Regions from separate parts of the Mus musculus genome. Here region 1 is linked to region 2. Evidence: chromatin contacts called from public promoter capture Hi-C data. All regions are on one chromosome and are shown on one strand. Each heading gives the region's core, a stretch centred on a gene start, on an enhancer-like site or on the middle of the called end of the contact. The rest is flanking DNA. Distances are from core to core; before and after follow the strand shown. Region 1 holds the start of Scn3b (sodium channel, voltage-gated, type III, beta). Region 2 holds the start of Olfr961 (olfactory receptor 961).

Region 1 (5,358 bases), core at 1,374-3,873, 620 kb after region 2:
ACAGAACAGCGAGAACAAGTGCTCTGGGTTTTCTTTTTGTTTTTGTTTTTCTTTTTTATTGGCTGTTTTCTTTATTTACATTTCAAATCTTATCCTCTTTCCCAGTTCCCCCCTCCCAAAACCCCCTATCCCATCCCCCCTCCCCCTGCTTCTATGACAGTGTGCTCCCACCCACACACCCACTCTCACTTCCCTGCCCTTGAATTACCCTACACTGGGGCATCAAGCCTTCAAAGGACGAAGGGCCTCTTCTCCCATTGATGCCCGACAAGGCCATCCTCTGCACATATAAGGAGCTGGTGAAATGGTTTGTGAGAACTTGAAGCAGATACACTTTCCAAAACCTCAGAACTTACCAAGGGAACATTTCAAATTCTGCTAATAAATCCTCAGAACGGGGCTGGTGAGGTGATGGGTTTTGGAGCAAGGGTTCTTGCACCAAGCTTAATGACTTGAGTTCTATATACAGGACTGACATGGTCAACTACACACATTGTCTTCTGACCTCCATACACATTCTGGAACACACTCCTCTGCCCACACACACACAGACACACAGACACACAGACAAACACACACACACATAAATACACAAAACAAATTATAATCATACTTTAATCGTGATGTATTGGTTCTGTGATATAAATCTAATTACTCTCACCTGCCTTTGATTGTAATTTTTTAATGTATCATGCTGTATATGCGTTAGTAGGAAAACATGTTTGGCCTCTATGACTTCTGAAAAAAAATCCATTTAAGCTTGAGTGAGGCCTCGAGAGCATGACAGTAGTCCTGCTCTGTGTTTTGCTTTTATCTGTTTGCTTGCTAAAAACTGTGTATAGATTAAGTGATTTTTTTTATGCCAAATTTAAGCAGAAAGTTATATTTCATGACTGAATTGAAATTGAACAGAACTATTGACAGAGTGTGCTGCCTGGAACGAATCATACCCAACAGTAAGCTCAAAGTTTCATGATACAGCTTTCCAGATTCTATGCACACATACAAAATGACTGCAGCAAGTCAGGTAAACTGAACAAACAAACAAACAAACTTCCGATTTTAACCGAACGCAAGCCCATTGTGAAGGACATGCGGTGTTTGAATATATTTTTCCTCTTGAGCAATTTTCTTCTGATTCCATCAGATTTGTTCTGCTCAGACCACACAAAAAGGACTAGCTCCTATTCATAATGTCAGAGAATCATGTTGATGAGTGAAAAAAGTAGCCAGGGTAGTCAGAGATTGGGGTTGGCTAGAAACTATTGTACACTGGAGAAGTTTAGTTCCAAACAAAAAGTTCTTGCGATGGGTCATGGAGGAAATGACTTCTTTATTGAGGAAAATGTATCAAGAACGATTAATGCAGCTTGGGGAGGAATGGGTATAGAAGTCAAATGAGTACAAAGAACTTCCTTACGCGTCAGAAGGGGGGGGCGGGGGGCGGTTAAGCTGTGAAGAGCCAGCTGTCACACAAGAGAGTTCCAGCACACTCGTCAGGAAAGCGCCTCACTGATTCCTGAGTTGTGAAAGATGTTGCAGATTTTGAGAACCTCAAAGGCTGATCCTCAACACAAGATGGCGTTTTACGACCCCGTGGCTCTCGGCCCGGGAAGAAACCTGACTGAGGACCTTCTGTGACTGTGTATGTGACATTTAGCAGGGAGCATTTCCTGTGTATAGTTCATTTACCGTCAGCTGTTACTCCGCATTCCCTTTAGGAATATCACTGTTATGCCCCCCCCCCCGACCCCCACCCCTTTTTGGCTAGAGAACAGGAGAAAAGGGCCTGGGCAGGAGCCAGACTTTTGTACCAGTCTTTCACCATTAAGCCTTCCCTTCGATTCCAGGCATGCCTAATCCGTTAAGTCAATTCGAGTTTATAACTGAGTGTAAAGGTTCAGGTTTCCCTTCCAGAAATAGGGCGGGGATGCTCAGCAGCTGCTAGGACTCGGAGCGTCTAAGAGTTGGAAACCGTCTCAACATCACATCGTCTATCTGCCTACAAATGGTTGGGGAAGGTGGGGCACCTCAGATAACTTGGGAAACGAGAAATCATCCTTCCTTATCCCTACCCTAAAGCTTATCCGAAGCTCGCATTTGGAACTAGACTGAGCACTGAGGTAGGGACAGGTGTGCCACACCCTACCCTATTTGCTACAAGCAGAAATTGCCTTGCTGTGTCCCTTGTGTGGGAACCCATTAATCAAGGCAATTCAAAGGCTGGGGAGGCAAGAAGGGGGGGGGGGATAAAGTAGAGGGCGAAGAGAAGCCAGCCAGGAGCTAGCTGGTACTGTAACTATTATAGATGACATCATTGCTTCAAAGAGATGTGTCCCTCCATTCCCCAGAGCTGTGGGCAAGTGTATTTGGGAGGCAGCAGGAGTGGGGTTGCCTGGAGGGGGTGGGTAAATAGGTGGAAGCTATGTGTGTGTCCATAACTCAGAGAGAAACCCAGACAGTAGAAAACCGAGGTGACAGCCAGCTAGCCAGACAAGAAGCCACCGCGGTCGGAGGGTGTTTGCGCTCCTCCCCCTCTTCTCAACGCGCCAGCCCTGGGAGGGGCACGTGGGTTTAGGGGTGGGGAATATGTGTCCAAGGGGGAGGGTCCATAGCGACCAAAGCGGCAGAGAGCTGCCTGCGCATGTCAAGGCTAGCAACACATTCAGCTAGGGGGTGGCCCTGGAGAGGGGCGGCTTGATCACCCAATCGCCCAGCATCGGGGCTTCGCAGGATCCAGAGACGCGCCCCGCGGAAGGGGGTCCCCCCCTCTACCCAGCCTCCACCTCTGAGATCGCCAGTCCCACCGAAGCTCCCGCCTCTTTCCACGCCTGGTGGACCTCATGGGAGCCCGGGGCTGCTGTGTACAAGACTGAAGTGGAACACATTCTGTAGCCCAGACGACGGCTGGAGTGGGGACACGCCCAGCTGGAGAAGCCTGCCCCGCCGTAGAAGCCCGAGATTCTGAGTCTCGGTGGATCGAAGTCGCTGTCCCTAGGGGAGGCGAGAGGTGAATCAACACTGACTCCTTCCACAGGCCAGCATCCCCGCGCCGGCTGCGAGACTCCCTTCCCAGTCCACTTTGCTTTGGTTGCAAACGCAAGCAGAGGAGAGGGTTGGAATTCCAAGAGTGGGGTGGGCGGGAAGGCTACTGTCCGTGGTGCTGAGCCAAGCCCCGAGGCTCGCTTTAGCGAGGTGGCTTCAGCTGACACCTACACTGGGCTCCAGATCCCGCAGACCCCCTAGGAAGGGGACTTGACCTTTTTCTTCCTCCTCCCACTCAGAAGGTCCGCTCCCTTAGGGGCAGTTAATCCCTGAAGGTTTCCTCGAAAGAATCAGAGGGCTCAGTCCTTGACAGAGATCCTCTCTGTTCAGTTCCAGAAACCACTTACGAGAAAAGATGCCTGCCTTCAACAGATTGCTTCCCCTAGCTTCTCTAGTGCTCATCTACTGGGGTAAGTACAGCACCCTGCCTTGCAATGTGCTAATACCACGCATCGTGCTAACAATAACAACACTTAAGTGATGTCGATGGTGACAAAAAGGAGCTCTGGTTTCTCTCTGTGCATTTTTGCCAGACATGGAGATCCACACGCGCTCCCAGAGACCTGGGTTTGGAGGTTTGCAAAGGCACCTCCCTGCTCCCTGTGCCTTGATTTTTTTTTCCCTCCTAACCATCTTTAATGCTTCTCTGATTCCCGTCTTTCCTAATTTTTATTTTTTCTCCTCCCTTCCCCCTTTGCTGAAAAGGAATGTATCCGTTTATTATTTCAAAATCTTGCTTGCATTTTTTACATTTGCATCGCTCAGTGAAGAGTCAGTCAGTCCTGAAAATCTCAATGATTTGGTGTATGTGTGTGTGGGGGGGGGGGGCACACTCATTTCTCTCTATGGTTTAAAAAAAAGCACAAAACCTGGATGCATGAATTTTGAGAGAGAGAAACTATAGCTTGTCCATCTGTTAAATTTTAACTAAGAATGGATGGGATAGCAGTTCCAGCCATTTGCTGCTGTGCACTGATAGACAGATGAGAAATGCATTTAGTTTGCAGGAACTGAAGGGCTTTGATATTTGGTAAGCTGGTTTTGTTGTTCTTGGGTTTGTTTCTGGATCTTTGTTTTTTTTGTTTTTTGTTTTTTTCTTGGTTGTCAGTTGTAAGAGACTCAGATGACATTGCCCCTCCAAATAAGGGACTTGTGACAATAATGCTGGGCTAAACAGCTTCAAGCATAGCTCACAATTGGATACCTGAATGTGTGCTAAGGGAATTGAACATCTAAGTGCTAATATGTGAGTGTGTGACACACACAGTGTTTTACAGTATGTTAATGTATGTCTCTGTTTATAAGTGTGTGCCCAGGCATGCATCTGAGCATGTCAGTATGAGTATCTGAATGGACTAGTGAGACTTAACAGTGTGTGTGTGTGTGTGTGTGTGTGTGTGTGTGTGTGTGTGTGTGTGCTTCTAACAGTTTTGCTTTCATGTCTTTGACTCTGCCCTTGGTTCAAGTATAGGTGCTCTTCAGTTGATAAGTCAGTTTGTATGGGTTTAGCTTACCTTCCTCTAAATTCAAATCAACAAAACCATAATGGATTGTACCCACCTCCCTTACATAAAGTAGGCTCGTGGGATTATGTTCCTGTGATGGGCTTGGCTCGCACTCTGCCTGTGCAGTGGCAGGCATGCCTCCTTGCCTGAATATCACTTTGTCAAGCCTTGGATACTAACTGTAGCTGAATGTATTATTTAGATTTTGCACGTGACCAGAAGAGGAAGGAACCAAGTTTCCTGTTGAACAAAATGCCTAGTGAAACAAGAACAGGAAAGAAAAGGAAGAGAATGATGCCAACCCCAAGGGCAGACTCACCACAACCCATTCCCTGTAGCCTACAGGAGACTTGGAGATGAAGCTGACATAGGGGCTGCCAAGGAGCTCATTTGTCTTGAAGATCAAGGTTGATATTTGCTCCAGGGAAAAGCTAGGCCGGTTGGGCTTAAGGAAGGTTAGTGTGGCAGGATAGGAGAAGGTGTGGCTGAGGCTCACGTTGTAGAGAAGGGTCTGCCGTCATCTTTCCAAACTCTGAATTCCAGAGGGTGGGGAGGGCAGTCTTGGCCCTCTTGCCCAGGACTCACAAAGCCCTGTGTCTCAGTTCTATCTCTGCTCTACCACTTTATTTTTGTTAGGTAACATCCTCAGAATGTCTGATAAATATGAAGCTTGAAAGTTGTCACAGATTACATCAAACATGCCTTTCAGCTGACAACCCAACCATAAGAGAACACCTACAGAATATTATTAGAATATGCAGAGGGCCCAAACTTCCCCCAAAATCTTTGGGCCGACTAACTGTACAAG
Region 2 (5,101 bases), core at 2,469-4,968:
GCTGAAAGTTTGTGTCTCTTAAGCACACATTAGGATTGACATTCTGAAAATATGTTAGCAGAGAGCAGGCAGAAAGCATTCTCTACCTGTTGTGCCCAACTCAAGGCCACTTCTGTCTTTCCATCTTATTTTGGCAATTCTTTCATTTTGCTGTCATCTCAACTCTAATTTATCAGCCTCTGGAGTAAAACTTTTGGGGGAGAATAGCCTTTGCACTCCCCGTGAATGTTTCTAGGACCACAATGATAGCTTTTAGGAATTTCATTTGACCACCACAGATGTGTTCAATGTCTCTTTGCTGGCCATATCCAAAAGGAGGAGCTGCTCTGATGGGTATCTCAGTGCCTTCATCATGAAATTCCCAGATATCACTAACTCCATTGTCAGCCAGGCCAAGGAATCATCTCCAAGTTTTTGCCTCAGTGTTTGAAGGTGTCTATCACTTGAGTCTCCAGATATTTCTATTGCTCACCCAGAATTCCCTGGGCAAATGTCAGGAAAGAGCACCTAATGATTCAAGATGGCCAATAGGGTAACATTCTAAAGATGTGTCCACACATACTGGAACCCTGGAAAAGAAAGAACTATGGTTGAAAATGTTAAGATTTGATATATTTATTTCATTCTGTCTAGGGACTGAATCCCACCAGAGATCACAATTGAATATATTTTCCCTGATTGTTAAATATTTAGTGTCGGTAGTGAATGAGAAAAGATAGATTGTGGTGAAACTCACATGCTACCTCATTCCATGACAAAGGCAATGAAGATGATGCCAACCTCATCAACCCTGATGCAGTTCCTGACTGATCATCAGCTTAAAATTGAATATGAGATTATGCATCTGGAACTAGACATGATCCTTTCCATGCTCCATGTATATGGTGGTCATGCACTTAGTCCTAACCATGTCACCCAGCTACTGGTCATAGATTTCCATCATAATCTACCAAGCACCAGATTGTAGATGCAGTTCCAAGTCATGGCAGCTCCTACTCCTGCACTCACTGTCTGCCTTGGCACTGGTGTTGTCTTCTTAAGCATTTCTCTTGCATAGGCAAGCAGTTCATTCATCTTACTCTTTGGGGGGAAAGCCTTCCAATCCATTCCGGAAATGTCCTAATTATCATTTGTTAGTTTGTTGAGCTATTTTCCCCCACAAATCCTTATTGTTCTACCCTAACAAAACTGAAAATGAAAATTATTTCCTTTTTTAAAGAACAGATTAATAGGAACAAGTAGTCGGTGTGTTTATTGTTACACACAAATTTCATGGAATTATTTTCATCTGTAGTTTTTTTTTTTTTTTAATTTTGCCCTTACCCTGATCTCCAGCTTTGTGAGCTAAATAAATACTTTACTTTTGCAACAAACCTGCTCCCTGGAATTTTGCTATAACAAGGGAAAATTGAAAGAATACCCTTCAAATTATGATTGAGCACAAATTTGGGACCATACCAAGTGTCCCAGGTTAAACTTGAATAACATCTATCACTGTGGCAGATTTGTGATACCATTCCATATGACTAAATGTGTGATCATATTCTCTAAGGCTCCTCAGAAACTGAAAATACAGGCTTTGACTTTCAGGCCCCTATTAAATTCTCTGGGCATGTTGAGCACCTTTGCCTCATGCACAGCATCTGTGACAATGTGCCTGCTGGGAAACTGCTTTGACTTTCCCCACTGCATCTTCTGATTGACTCTACTGATCCCAGCCAAAAGAACATCGTCTGAGACAGCACTTCTCCTGTCTTCAGAGAACCCCACCTAAACATATAAGTCTGCATGTAATAAATAGGATTTCAGAATTATCAGATTTTATAATCTTTAATAACAGGTTAAGTATCCAAGAGGTATGCTTGAGGTTTCAAGTGAACATTTTTGAATAGCATAATCCATAGAAGTGTTCACTAAAGATACTGAAACAACCTCCCCTACCACAACACAATTAAACCAAGAAGTTAATGAGATGCTTTCTCAATAATACTCCTTCCCCTTGAGATTAATACCCAAAGGAAGATCTCAATTATTTAAAATCTTTGTTGCAACTTATTGCAGGTCCTGGAACCAAACAGGGAATTGCTGCCAGGGAGTTGAAGGACACTTAGACACATGCCATTCCACTGAAAATTGATACAAAGGAGGAAGAACTCTCAGTTCCTACTTACAGATTAAAGGAAGTGAGTCTCCTCAAATCTGCTGGAGGAAGAAAGAAAGACAACACTCAATAGTGCCATCATCTTGGGCCTTCTGTTGTCTCAGTAAGTATGCAGATGTGTCCTTAATCTTTATCTGAGTATTCAGTCTCTCAGTGTCTAAAGGAATAATACAGAAGGAGGTGGGTGGGTAAAGATTTAGGCAGTAAACTTTAAGAGATAACTTAAGGATTGTGTTGTATTGAAACTGAAATAAATAAAAATGTATAAGGATTTTTCAAAAGATAAAAACTAGAAATGATCATAACCAAGAATAGACATCTTAATGTCACATTCTTATATTCACATAGGAACCTAAGAAATTCAATACAGTCTTTCTTTGTTATGGGCAGTTACACTTCATAGATTTTGAGTACATTTAATTTTATTGTTTAATGTCTGATGGTCTGATGTGTATACTCCTGTTCCTTACATATAGTTGTTTAATACAGTACTTTTGAGGTTGCCTTTTTGAACTTGTATACATCCTTCATTTACCTCCCAGAACATATGTGACAAATTTCCTTTAAAAATTTAACACAATATAAATAGTGATGTTTGGACCTATCCCTCTCTCTCTCTCCCTCTCCCTCCCTTCTTTCTCTCCTTTCTCTCGCCCTGTGTGTGTACTGTTCATTTGTATATATGTGAGATGTATAGTCTATTTCAGAAAAAGACGATTACAGCATGCAAATAGTGCTATAATAAAAAAGTGCTTACAGAGCCTTCAGTCACTATGCTATTCTCAATTTTCCTTTATACAAGCCACAGGATAATCCCATGTACAATCACAAATCCTCCTTTGTCCAAAGAGGAGAGTCCACATGTTCATGCTGCTGAGTAACAAAGATTTAGGGTATTCATTCAACTTCCAGTTTTAATGAGGTCCACATTTAGAGCTTAAAATTACAAGTATATTCTTTGCTGTTGTAAATTGCTTCTAATTACTGTAGTTTCTGATTCTTATTAGCCTCAATACTAGATGCTGGTTGCTAACTTGCCTGGAAAATAATCATTCATTAATTGAATCTGTTCTTAGACAACTTCACATCTGTGTATGATGTATACTGGTTATGTTTAAACCCAACTCTCCCTTATCCTTATCCTACCCCATGCACCCCTGTTACTCACTACTCATTTCTAGAGTCTTTTTATTCATTCTAGAACCTCAATGGAGCATCTGGAATGATGGAATTGAACATTTTTCTAAAGAAGGGAAGAGAGGAAAATAACTAGCCTTGGGAGTTATTTTCTGGGTGAGACTGTGAAGGAAACCATCTGCAATTGGCTTGGAAATTGTCTCCTGGGTAAAAATTTTAAGGAGTATTGTCTACAATTAGAAACCTAACTACAGAAAGACATTCAATCATCAGGAAAAGCAATAATATTTACAACAGCTATCTGTACATATAAGCATCTTTTTTCTCCACCCCTGTGATCTAAACTCTAATCTACATACACAATAAATTTCACCAAGAATTTCTTTCCACAGACTCCCAGGAGCTGATTCATCCATAAACATGACAAACCACACTATGGTGACAGAATTCACCTTGCTGGGCATCCCTGAGACAGAGGGCCTGGAAAATGCCCTGCTTTTTCTGTTTTCAACAATGTATGCCTGTGCCCTGCTGGGAAACTTTCTCATTCTTACTGCAATCACTACCTCCCCAAGACTACACACACCCATGTACTTTTTCTTGGGAAACCTCTCCATCTTTGACTTAGGTTTCTGTTCCACTACAGCTCCAAAGATGTTGTCATATCTCTCAGGATGGGGTGGAGGGATCTCTTTTCAGGGATGTGTTGTACAACACTTCTTCTATCATTGTCTGGGTTGCACATTGTGTTTCTTGTACACAGTGATGGCCTATGACCGCTTTGTTGCCATATGCTTCCCTTTGAGATACACAATCATCATGAACCACAGAGTATGCTGTGTCTTGGCCACAGGGACCTGGATGAGTGGCTGTGTGCATGCCACCATCCTAACTTCCCTCACTTTCCAGTTGCCCTACTGTGGCCCCAGTGAGGTGAGTTATTACTTCTGTGACATGCCTGCAGTGTTACTGCTAGCCTGTGAAGATTCCTCTCTAGCACAGAGGGTAGGTTTCACAAATGTTGGTCTTTTATCTCTCATTTGTTTCTTTCTCATTATTGTATCCTACACTCGAATTGGGATCTCCATCTCAAAAATCCGCTCAACAGAAGGCAGGCAGAGAGCGTTCTCCACCTGCAGTGCCCACCTCACAGCCATCATGTGTGTCTATGGACCTGTCATCGTCATCTACCTACAGCCCAACCCTAGTCCATTGCTTAGTGCGATTATTCAGATTTTGCACAATCTTGTGACACCCACCATCAACCCATTGATCTACAGCCTGAGGAACAAGGATGTGAAAGCAGCCCTGAGGCATGTATTTCTTAAGAGGTGTCTTAGCCTGGAAGTAAATGAAAACAGCTAAGTGTTTGCTGAAGAGTGTCTGATTCAGTTTACTTTGAGTCTATGACTTACTTCACAGGACACATGTTATCTATAATTCCAGGGCATATTAAATTGAAATGTACATTATATCAATTTGCCACTTCCTTCACCATTTGAAGATACATGTTTATTTTATATTTCTCTGTTTTATGATGTAACGTGTGATGAAATGTCTGCACAGATGTGTTAATTTTTATGCTGTGTGAGTTCTCTCTCATCACCACTATTCCCCAATATGTGTTTGTTATCTAACTCTAAAGGGGCTCACAAACTCACTTACCCTCTTCCATTCACTGTCTTAGAATTTTATATCCATTCTAAATGGAGAAAGTACATTCCAGATTTCTACCAAAATCTCAGGAATTCAAACTAATGAAAACTGAATTAAATTGAGCCTTTCACATGCAGTCTTGTGAGA

Evidence for each region. Promoter capture Hi-C pulls out the DNA fragments that hold promoters and counts their contacts.
Region 1: a promoter capture Hi-C map of hippocampal neurons shows a contact between it and region 2, with 2.4 times the contacts expected there. The contact joins the promoter of Scn3b here to the promoter of Olfr961 in region 2. A contact is called at or near these places in 3 of 39 promoter capture datasets (the C10 cell line, hippocampal neurons and liver) and 1 of 115 datasets of contacts at active chromatin or transcription factors (forebrain).

Annotation. Positions count from the first base shown.
Region 1 is chr9:40,266,593-40,271,950 of GRCm38.p6, forward strand. It overlaps Scn3b (sodium channel, voltage-gated, type III, beta), which reads left to right and starts at 2,624. Exons shown (of 7, transcript NM_001083917.1): 1 at 2,624-3,010; 2 at 3,376-3,455. The coding sequence starts at 3,401.
Region 2 is chr9:39,643,010-39,648,110 of GRCm38.p6, forward strand. It overlaps Olfr961 (olfactory receptor 961), which reads left to right and starts at 3,719. Exons shown (of 1, transcript NM_146504.1): 1 at 3,719-4,663. The coding sequence starts at 3,719. The coding sequence ends at 4,663.